3 separate regions of the Zea mays genome follow, and regions 2 and 3 are each linked to region 1. A link is a contact called in public Hi-C data. All regions are on one chromosome and are shown on one strand. Each heading gives the region's core, a stretch centred on a gene start, on an enhancer-like site or on the middle of the called end of the contact. The rest is flanking DNA. Distances are from core to core; before and after follow the strand shown. Region 1 overlaps LOC103641435 (a long non-coding RNA gene). Region 2 holds the start of LOC100383473 (putative protein of unknown function (DUF594) domain family protein). Region 3 holds the start of LOC100283047.

Region 1 (2,700 bases), core at 65-2,564:
ACCACATGACGAAATCAAGCAAGACCATAAAAACTAGTGTTGCATAGAGTTCAAGTTTCATATCAATACACGATAGAAGTTTAAAGAAGGAAGCTATATGAACAAAAGAAGCAAACATGTCGTTCAGTTCTTACTGACCGAATTGAAGTCGTGCTTACCTTGTCGAATGGCGATCTTCTAGAAGGGCGGGGGTACTAAGAAAGGTGCATAGTTGTCGAATGACGATCTTCTCGAAGGGCGGGGCACTAGGAAAGGTGCAGGGTTAGGCGACATCTCCGGTCAAGAGCTAGGTCTCACTGGTTTGCTAAGCTCATTGGCCACCAGGGACAGGTCACAATGTCGTGACGAGAAAGATCAGGTCGACATCGCAACGACGACTAGGGCGAGGGCACTAGGAATGGGTGGGGGCAGGGAGTGTCACACGTGGGGGATGGGAGACGACGGGCAACATTGGGAGCAAGGAAGACTAGCTCAGGCAGTGTCAGAAAAAATGTGCTCGAACGGATATATCCGAGGACTGGTCTGAGGAGAACGGGAGTCGAGAGAACTGTGTCAATCCAAAAACTTAATGGTAAGTGAACATTAGGTATAAGAGGTTATAAAAATTGAGGGAGTCATAGCCCTCTTTGGGTCTACCCCTGAGGCCCTGATAGTGCCAACGAGCGAGTAAAATGGTGAGGTCCCATTATTAGACTGTCTCGGGGACGCGAGACTATAGTTGACAATGTTTACAGAATGGAGTTTGAAATAGGGGATGAGATAAGGAATCTACTGGAGATAGCTTTACGCAAGACTGTTGGATGCGGTCTAACGTGTCGCGCTCTTGGAGATCACTGTGCGTCTGCGTTAGTATGCAAATCTCGAAACCCCTGCGGTCAACTTGGCCATGATTAAAGGTAAAAAGAGAGGACTGAACTGTATGTGATGGTAACAACACCAACAAAAGGAAACGCGTACGTCCTCTACTACTGTTGCAGTATCGGAAAATCATCTGCAATCCAACAGATATTTTTCAGCCGGCCAACGATTAATCAGTCGTTGCTACGAGAATGTACAGGGGAACAGTGAAACCGAACTTTATGAATTCTATTGCAGTTTTTATGTAGCAATGGACAACAATAAAACCGTTTAGACTTCTGGAAGAACAAAGCAAGACATTGTCTTTTATATAGTTAGCTAATCATTCCATAGTTTAAAAATACTATAGAGCCACCAAATGCTAGCGTGTGTTTGTCCCGGATTCGAAGAGGGCACCGTGACAGGTGTCTGACCTACCTTCCACATGTCCAACGGTATGGGGTGCTGGCTGGTTTGCTTTGCAGTATAAAGTCAAAGGTTTCCAGTGTGGGCTGGACAGGTGATGGCTGGTGTAACCGTGTAAAGCTAGATACGCATATTAGTATAGATTAATTATACTCCCTCCGTAGTCGTCCTAAGTAAATCGCTATCAACTTTGACCGTGATACCTGATGTTTTATAAAATTTTATAATATAAAAATAAAAATATTAAATTTATCGTGACTTAAACTATTATAATATATAACTCTTTTAGCTTAAAATAATTTAATTATATAGATATATATTAAGTTAAAATTAAATAGTTTGATTTAGAACAAAGCCAAAACGATTAACTCATGTACGCCGAGAGAATAATTTTTTAGTTGGAGGCCTCATGCATGTAATCAGTGACGTGGTGCAATGATCTCTTGAGAGATTGCATGCCACGTGGAGGATCACTGGTATAAATGGAGATGACGTATTCTGCCAATCGGCGGCAACCAGTGCGTGCATTTTCTAGCCAGATGGACCAACTTTTGTCTGACATCACTGCTGGCGCAAATACATGTTTTGAGAATTGTTGGTTCCTTCTTTGCCATCACAGACACTTTGGTGCTGTTTGGTTCAAAAAATGTAACGTAAATGGTAATGGTAATGGTTTCGGCTCGATTACTGACGGTAACAAATTTGAATAGGCTGTATCAAATTTTAGTGTGGTATCTGATTACGATTGGACTAAAACAAACATGATTTAACGTTATCCGTTACCCATTACGTTACAAATATGTGAACCAAACGGCACCTTTGTTGCTTGTCATGTCCTATGGTCTCCACATGAATATTTTGAGATTTTCATGATAGCAAGCATCATGTACCAAACTCACATGAATAATGGAAACAAGGCGCGCGATACAAATTTGCCAAAACCAAATCTCAATTTCAAATTTCAAGAACTACCAATTGCTCATCTACACCTAAGGTCTGATTGATGGTTGCATGGCCCGATCCAGAAAAATGTCTTGTGTATTCTGACATCCTACTACTGCTGCTGCTGCTGCTAGCACCGCCTCCATTCCACATAATTTAGTTCTAGATTTGATCTTACATGACCCTCTCTACATTGATATACAGTGAAAGCATCTCAAGTTTAATCAAATTCATTAAAAAAATATCAGTAACATTTGACTCTAAACATGTATAATATAAAAAATATCTCATTATTATAAATCTAATGTTTCTTATCTGGTAGAATAAAAGTTAGTAAATTTTTGTATGGTCTAGAATTGCATATTAGTAATATATTGGCTGTTTAAGCAAAATAGGAGGTTGACTTTTGCAGGTCGCACATGCCGCCGCCGGTATGGTTCGTTTCATGCCATGCCATGCCAATCAGTGATGGAGTAGTGATTCATAACCAACACC
Region 2 (2,867 bases), core at 159-2,658, 360 kb after region 1:
GGGCGGCGTGGCAACCGCCCTATTCCACGGAGACAGAGCTTGCGGCTGGTGCCACCTCCACTTCCACCATTGATTGGCACGAGACTATGCGCACCACCATTCTATTGATACGTGTCGCTGCAGCAAAGTCAAAGACATCAACTGCTAATATTTCTCATCTTTAAAGAGTAGTAAAAAATCTTCCAAAACCAAGACGTGATAGCGGTGCCATACGCGGAAGGGCTTCTGCCAGAACTCCGTCAAACACGATGTCACCTGCGATGGCAACCTTATCAACGCCAGGTTCTTCAATAGAACATGCTGCTCAGCAATCTGACTGGTGGATACAAACTAGACACGCGACTTAGAGATACAAACTAACATAGAGATACAAACTAGACGCGCGACATAGGGCCACGACCCCCCATACGCTCTCCACCGCCAGCCTCCTCGGCTACACCACCGGCACCGCCAAGGGTGGCGCGCCGTGTGCACGCGTTGCCGCTTACAAGTGGAGTGCGTCGTCGCCGACGTCCTCGCTAGTTTCGAGTTCGTCATCTATATCGACGTCGTCTACCTAATTTCTTCTCTACTACTATAATAGCTATAATATGAGAGTTTATATAAAAAATAAGATGAAATTATGTATAAGTGAGTGTTTAAACCTTGATTGTTGGTTTCACATTCACACCCACATTGTTGGTTTCACATTCACACCCACCTAATCAATAAAAAACAAATATTTATGCTTTATTAAAATAGAATTTATCCTATGTCATATATATACCATAGCAATGCACGGGTATATGACTAGTCCACCATTATTCTACAGTTTGATTAATTTGGGAGAGCTCGCGAGCCGAAACGAGCCGGCTCGACTCGGTTCACTAGACCAACGAGCTTGAAAATCTAGCTCGGCTTACAAGTCAAACCATCGTGAGCTTCATATACTTTAGCTTTTTTTTACTTTACGAGTCTCGAGAGCCCTAGCCGCCGCAGCCTAAACAGCTAGTTTAAGTCGAGGCGAATATCTATTATCGAAGTGATTTTGTAGGCTTCGCTCTTTGCACATCTCACGAAGTGATGCTTCTATCCTCAACAAAGTATTTTCTGTAGATAATAAAGAAATCCTTAATTAACTTTGAAGCATCGAGAACTGCATTTATCTGAAGTCGAAAAGAGGACGAAGAGTTAAAGTTGACATCCTTGCCCAGGAAGGAGGTTCTAGTTTGATGATAAAATGCTAGGCAGAGGGAGAACCACGTGGCGAATAATAGTACAGTAAGTACAAAAAAAAAGACTTTCATGTTTTTGCAAACCATTGAAAATCGAGGAAATATATAATAACAACAACAATAACAATAATTGGTTGAAAAAAAAGAAGGGCGTTTCCGTTGTGCGCGTGCAGCTGCCACCTCCACCTTTTCTCGTTCTGTCGCCGCCTCCACTTCCACCATCCCAGGCCCTCTATCGTCCCTCAGTCCGCTGCCGGTGCCGGTGCCGCATCGGGTAGTTCAGCGGCGGCGGCGCTGCTGATCAGGTGGTGCCCAGGCCGTCCACGGACCGAGCCCTCTCGTCCTCGTCCGACGCGAGGGCAATCACCCACCCGGGACGCCTTCCGAAGCGGCATCCCTCCTCTGGCCAACGTCCCAGCAACGAGTGAGCATCCACCCGACTTAGATTAGCAGATTCGTTTCCTCTGGTTCCTTCATGGACGCATGCTGAAATGGATTGCTAATTAATGCTATTGTGGGTTGTTCATTACTGATTGATGAGTACTATACATTACCTGACATGCCGTCACACCACAAACTTCCTTGCTTTACTCAATTACTCAGTGTACAATTGGCGCATCAAAATTAAAAATGGACTTGCTGCTGTGATTTATTCATGCTTGGATCGATTCAGGTGGCACAAGTACTAACTTTTTTTAGCAGTTCAATGGGCACATCCATTCCATGCAACCGGCAACCCTTTTCATTTTCCTTCGTCATCATGTGCTAATCCATAACAAAGCATTGCAGATCATGCTTTATTTCTCTGGAGTAATTAGCTTTTTTTAGGAATGGTAATTAACCGTTTTAAAGAGAAATACTTCTTCGTTTATACCCTGCTTTGCATATGTCTCCATGAGCACAAGTATAACAATGGCGCCATATCAACTGTACAGAGCTCACTGATGCGATATGGAACAACTGCTTCCTAGACAAGCTCGCCTTCAGGTATCGAAGTCGAACCAAAGGAGGTTGAAGCCATGGCCCTCATCGTAGCTGCAGCTGGAGGAAACCTTCTTGTCAGAAAGTTGGTCAATTTAACTCCCTCGCAAGTAATCACCTATGTTCTTTGCCCCTTTACTCTCTTTTTTTGTTGCCATTCCTGCCCTTCTGTATATTATTGCCAGTTAGATTATGATCCCTGGAGCTAATCCTCTCAGCTCATTTGCATGCAATAAGCTATCGGCATCCATTATTAATGTCTTATGATCATATAGTCCATCCTGTTGCCCATTCGGTCCTTTGCATACATTCCATGCACACGACACAGACACACATATCTAGTTGCTAATATTGCTGTTTCCTTGCCATGTTACTGTATGTAGACATGATGAGGAGCGAAGTAATTGAGGCTGGAAAGCTAGTGAACCTGTGGAATGAATGGGGGCTACAGATCCTGGTCATTGCAAGCTTCGGGTTACAAGTATTCCTCCTCGTTTTCGGAGGAGTCCGCCGTCATAGCAACTCCACTGCCCTGACGTTCTTCCTCTGGTCGGCATACCTACTGGCCGATTCCACAGCGATATACACCCTGGGCCACCTATCTGTTGACAGTATGTCAGACGAGCACCAGCTGGTGGCATTCTGGGCGCCGTTCCTATTGCTGCACCTCGG
Region 3 (2,847 bases), core at 298-2,797, 460 kb before region 1:
GTCTGGAACCAAACCTGGTTACGGCCTAGAAGGCGTTTAACCATCTCATCCTCAGGACAGTCAAAGAAAATCACAATGTCTGGTTCTGTTCCAACCTGAAATATTCAGGTAAAAATAGTAGATTGGTATTTCAGAACAGGGATGGAGTGTTCAATTAGATTACTACTATGTATGGAGTAAAACAGTAAGCATAGTTGAGTTGACATTCTAGTGCTCTTAATAACTGGCTTCAAAAGCACAAATTGATACAAAACAGTAAAAAAAGCATCTTCTTAAATGATACCGATGTCAAAACCACATGCTTATAAATGATTAGATCTAGTAAGAAAGGTTCATCCGTTGCAGTATTGTCAAACAAAATCAGTCAGAAGTGAAGAACCACATAAAACTTGTATTTGTTTACCAACAAGGTCAATTAGTAGGGAATCCTCAACTATCAATGCAATGCAGTGGCGAAAATCAGATTGAGAACTTACAATCCTTTCGAAGGCGATTCTGTTTTCCTCACACCTTGGGAAGCCATCAATAAGAACCCTTTTAGCATTGTTCATTTCCATCGCTTTTCTGATGAGTTCCACAGTTATCTCAGACGGAACAATCCTCCCTTCCTTTATGATTTCTAGGATCAACTCCCTGAAGTGCAAAGGTGAAGCAAAACATTGAAATCCTTCGCACATGGAGGGCATCTATTCGGAGATCATATATTAAGATGCTATTACCCTTTCTCACTGCCAGATGCTATTTCATGTCGGAGAATATCACCAGCGCTCAGATGGGCAAATCCAAAATCCGAAGCAATCTTAGTGCACTGTGTTCCTTTGCCACTCCCAGGACCACCTACAGGCACAAATTGACTGATGAATCATGTGACTGACTATAAAGCACTGAATCACCTATTAGTAAACTCAAACTTAGCGTGGATTGACACTCATAAGAAATCTGCTCTGTAAATTTGTGGTGGGTTTTTCGCTCTGTATGATTGGGGCAAAAGTGAAGGTAAAGTGGTCGTTGGAGTATATGCTCCATCTTATAGAAAAGGTAAAGGGGAAGGTTTATAGTTTATACCTAAGACAAAAGCAATAAAGGGCTTCTGGGTATCGCCACCATCACTTCCCTGGAGCATGGAGACAGAAGAGATCCCACCTAGTAAATCCGTTACTCACGCGAGGAGCAAGTGCTGCTGCTCAGGCGGCAATGCAATGCATATGTTTGGGACCCGGGGGCAAGCAAACTTACAGCCTGGGACGTGAAGAGCCTGGCAAGACGGTTGAGAGCAAGAGGTTCCTGGCAGCACAGATCCGAAAAGCATAAGGGAGGTGAGATGCGCACGAGACGTTCGACGGAATGCCGAGGGGCGGGATGATACCTCATTACCTCGCTGGGGAGAAGATGGTGGCGGCGGCTCTGGCAGGCCGAGGAGGCCGAGGAAGAAGTTCGTGGAGATCGGAGGAGGGCGCCCACTCGCCTCCGCCACATCTCGTCGCCACGCACACGCTAGCGGATCGTCTTCTTCTCTTTCCTCCCTCCGATGGCGTCGTTGCTCTCTCCTCTCGCCTCTTGCTTTATTTTTGTTCTCTTCTTTCCCAGTTGACATGCAGCAGCTCCGTGGTATTCCAGGCCCACGATTGTGCTCGGCCTCCCACGGCTGGCCCCACGGAGAAATTTCAATATTTGACGTCAAATTCGCATGCCTCGTATAATTTAGAGCGTGTTTGATTTCTATAGCGCCCCATTTTAATTATTGGAATTGAATTTCATTTTAATAATAATAATTTTAGTATATATCAATTAAGCTAATTCGATTTTATACAGAATGTATTTGTATATTACTATTATTATTTTTACTATAGATGAGTGAGACAAATAGTGTCATATAAATTACATAGTATAAACAAATTTTACTAATATATAAAATTATTTTCCATCCTCCATCCTATAAATTTGAGATAGTTTTATATCTGAACTTTAGAAAGTGGTGTAATGTCAAATTCAAAAATAAATAAGTTACTTTATTGAGTGAATCTCAATTCCTATAAAATTAAGGGATTCAAACACCCCGTAAACTAATTTTTAGCCATTTTATTTTATTTTATTCTCTAAATTTCAAATACGAAAATTAAAACTCTATTTCAATTTCTGTATTTGCCAATTTATAAACTAAAATAAAACGAAGAGACTAAAATTAATCCAAGAAACTAAACACCACATTAACATCACATTCGTGTGCTTCTTATAATTGACATCCATCACTGCGAATTTTTCAATTTAGATGTTTTCTCTCCTTTTATTCATTTCATGATTTTTTTTATTCTCAAATTTTTTGTTTAGACCACCAGAATTGACCATCGTGCCCTTCCCATATCCAAGTCCAAACAGATCACGTATCTCCTCTGGCTCAGATCACGTATCTCCTCTCGCTCATGCAGGAAAAGTGACGTCTAAAAGGTAATAAATTATGACTTCTAAAAACTTTGTTTTAAACAAGGCCACAAATAAATCTCTAAAATAAAATATATGCAAATAAGCAATCTAGAATATTTAAACTAGATTTTGTCTAAGTGATATAATCTCTACCGTAAAAAGAGTTTTTGCTATCTAAGTTTCAATCCTAAATATTCTAACTAAAATAGGAGAGACTGAAATTTAAGTGCTTAATATAAATGTGAAAGGTAAAGAGCAAAGGTAGAGAAAGCAAGTTCTCGTGGATGACGTCGATATTTTTACCGAGGTATCCGGAACCACGTAAGGTTCCGACTAATCCTTATTGGTGCCCTACGCAAAGGGTAGTCCACGCGAGGACCAAGCACCACGATCGAATAACTTCGTAGAGAGCCACGGGTCTTCTCC

What was found. Hi-C and Micro-C count contacts between places; a contact is called where the count stands out from the background.
Region 2: a contact with region 1 is called in a Hi-C map of tassel, with 2.1 times the contacts expected there. The contact joins the promoter of LOC100383473 here to the enhancer-like site in region 1. A contact is called at or near these places in 5 of 25 Hi-C or Micro-C datasets (bundle sheath, endosperm, leaf and 2 more).
Region 3: a contact with region 1 is called in a Hi-C map of ear, with 2.2 times the contacts expected there. The contact joins the promoter of LOC100283047 here to the enhancer-like site in region 1. A contact is called at or near these places in 2 of 25 Hi-C or Micro-C datasets (ear and endosperm).

Annotation. Positions count from the first base shown.
Region 1 is chr10:97,188,012-97,190,711 of Zm-B73-REFERENCE-NAM-5.0, forward strand. LOC103641435 (a long non-coding RNA gene) reads left to right here. Exons shown (of 2, transcript XR_560310.2): 2 at 2,618-2,700. Among protein-coding and RNA genes, the nearest start is that of LOC103641435, 5.0 kb to the left of the region's middle. Within about 2 kb of position 1,315, at least 16 of the 20 cell types and tissues checked have an H3K27ac peak or open chromatin away from gene starts, as enhancers often do. A contact at or near this core is called in bundle sheath, ear, endosperm and 3 more, where this site is marked.
Region 2 is chr10:97,545,906-97,548,772 of Zm-B73-REFERENCE-NAM-5.0, forward strand. It overlaps LOC100383473 (putative protein of unknown function (DUF594) domain family protein), which reads left to right and starts at 1,409. Exons shown (of 4, transcript NM_001176121.1): 1 at 1,409-1,638; 2 at 2,150-2,305; 3 at 2,579-2,867. The coding sequence starts at 2,581.
Region 3 is chr10:96,731,351-96,734,197 of Zm-B73-REFERENCE-NAM-5.0, forward strand. It overlaps LOC100283047, which reads right to left and starts at 1,548. Exons shown (of 9, transcript NM_001371894.1): 1 at 1,375-1,548; 2 at 1,237-1,284; 3 at 1,066-1,114; 4 at 720-837; 5 at 477-633; 6 at 15-95. The coding sequence starts at 1,476.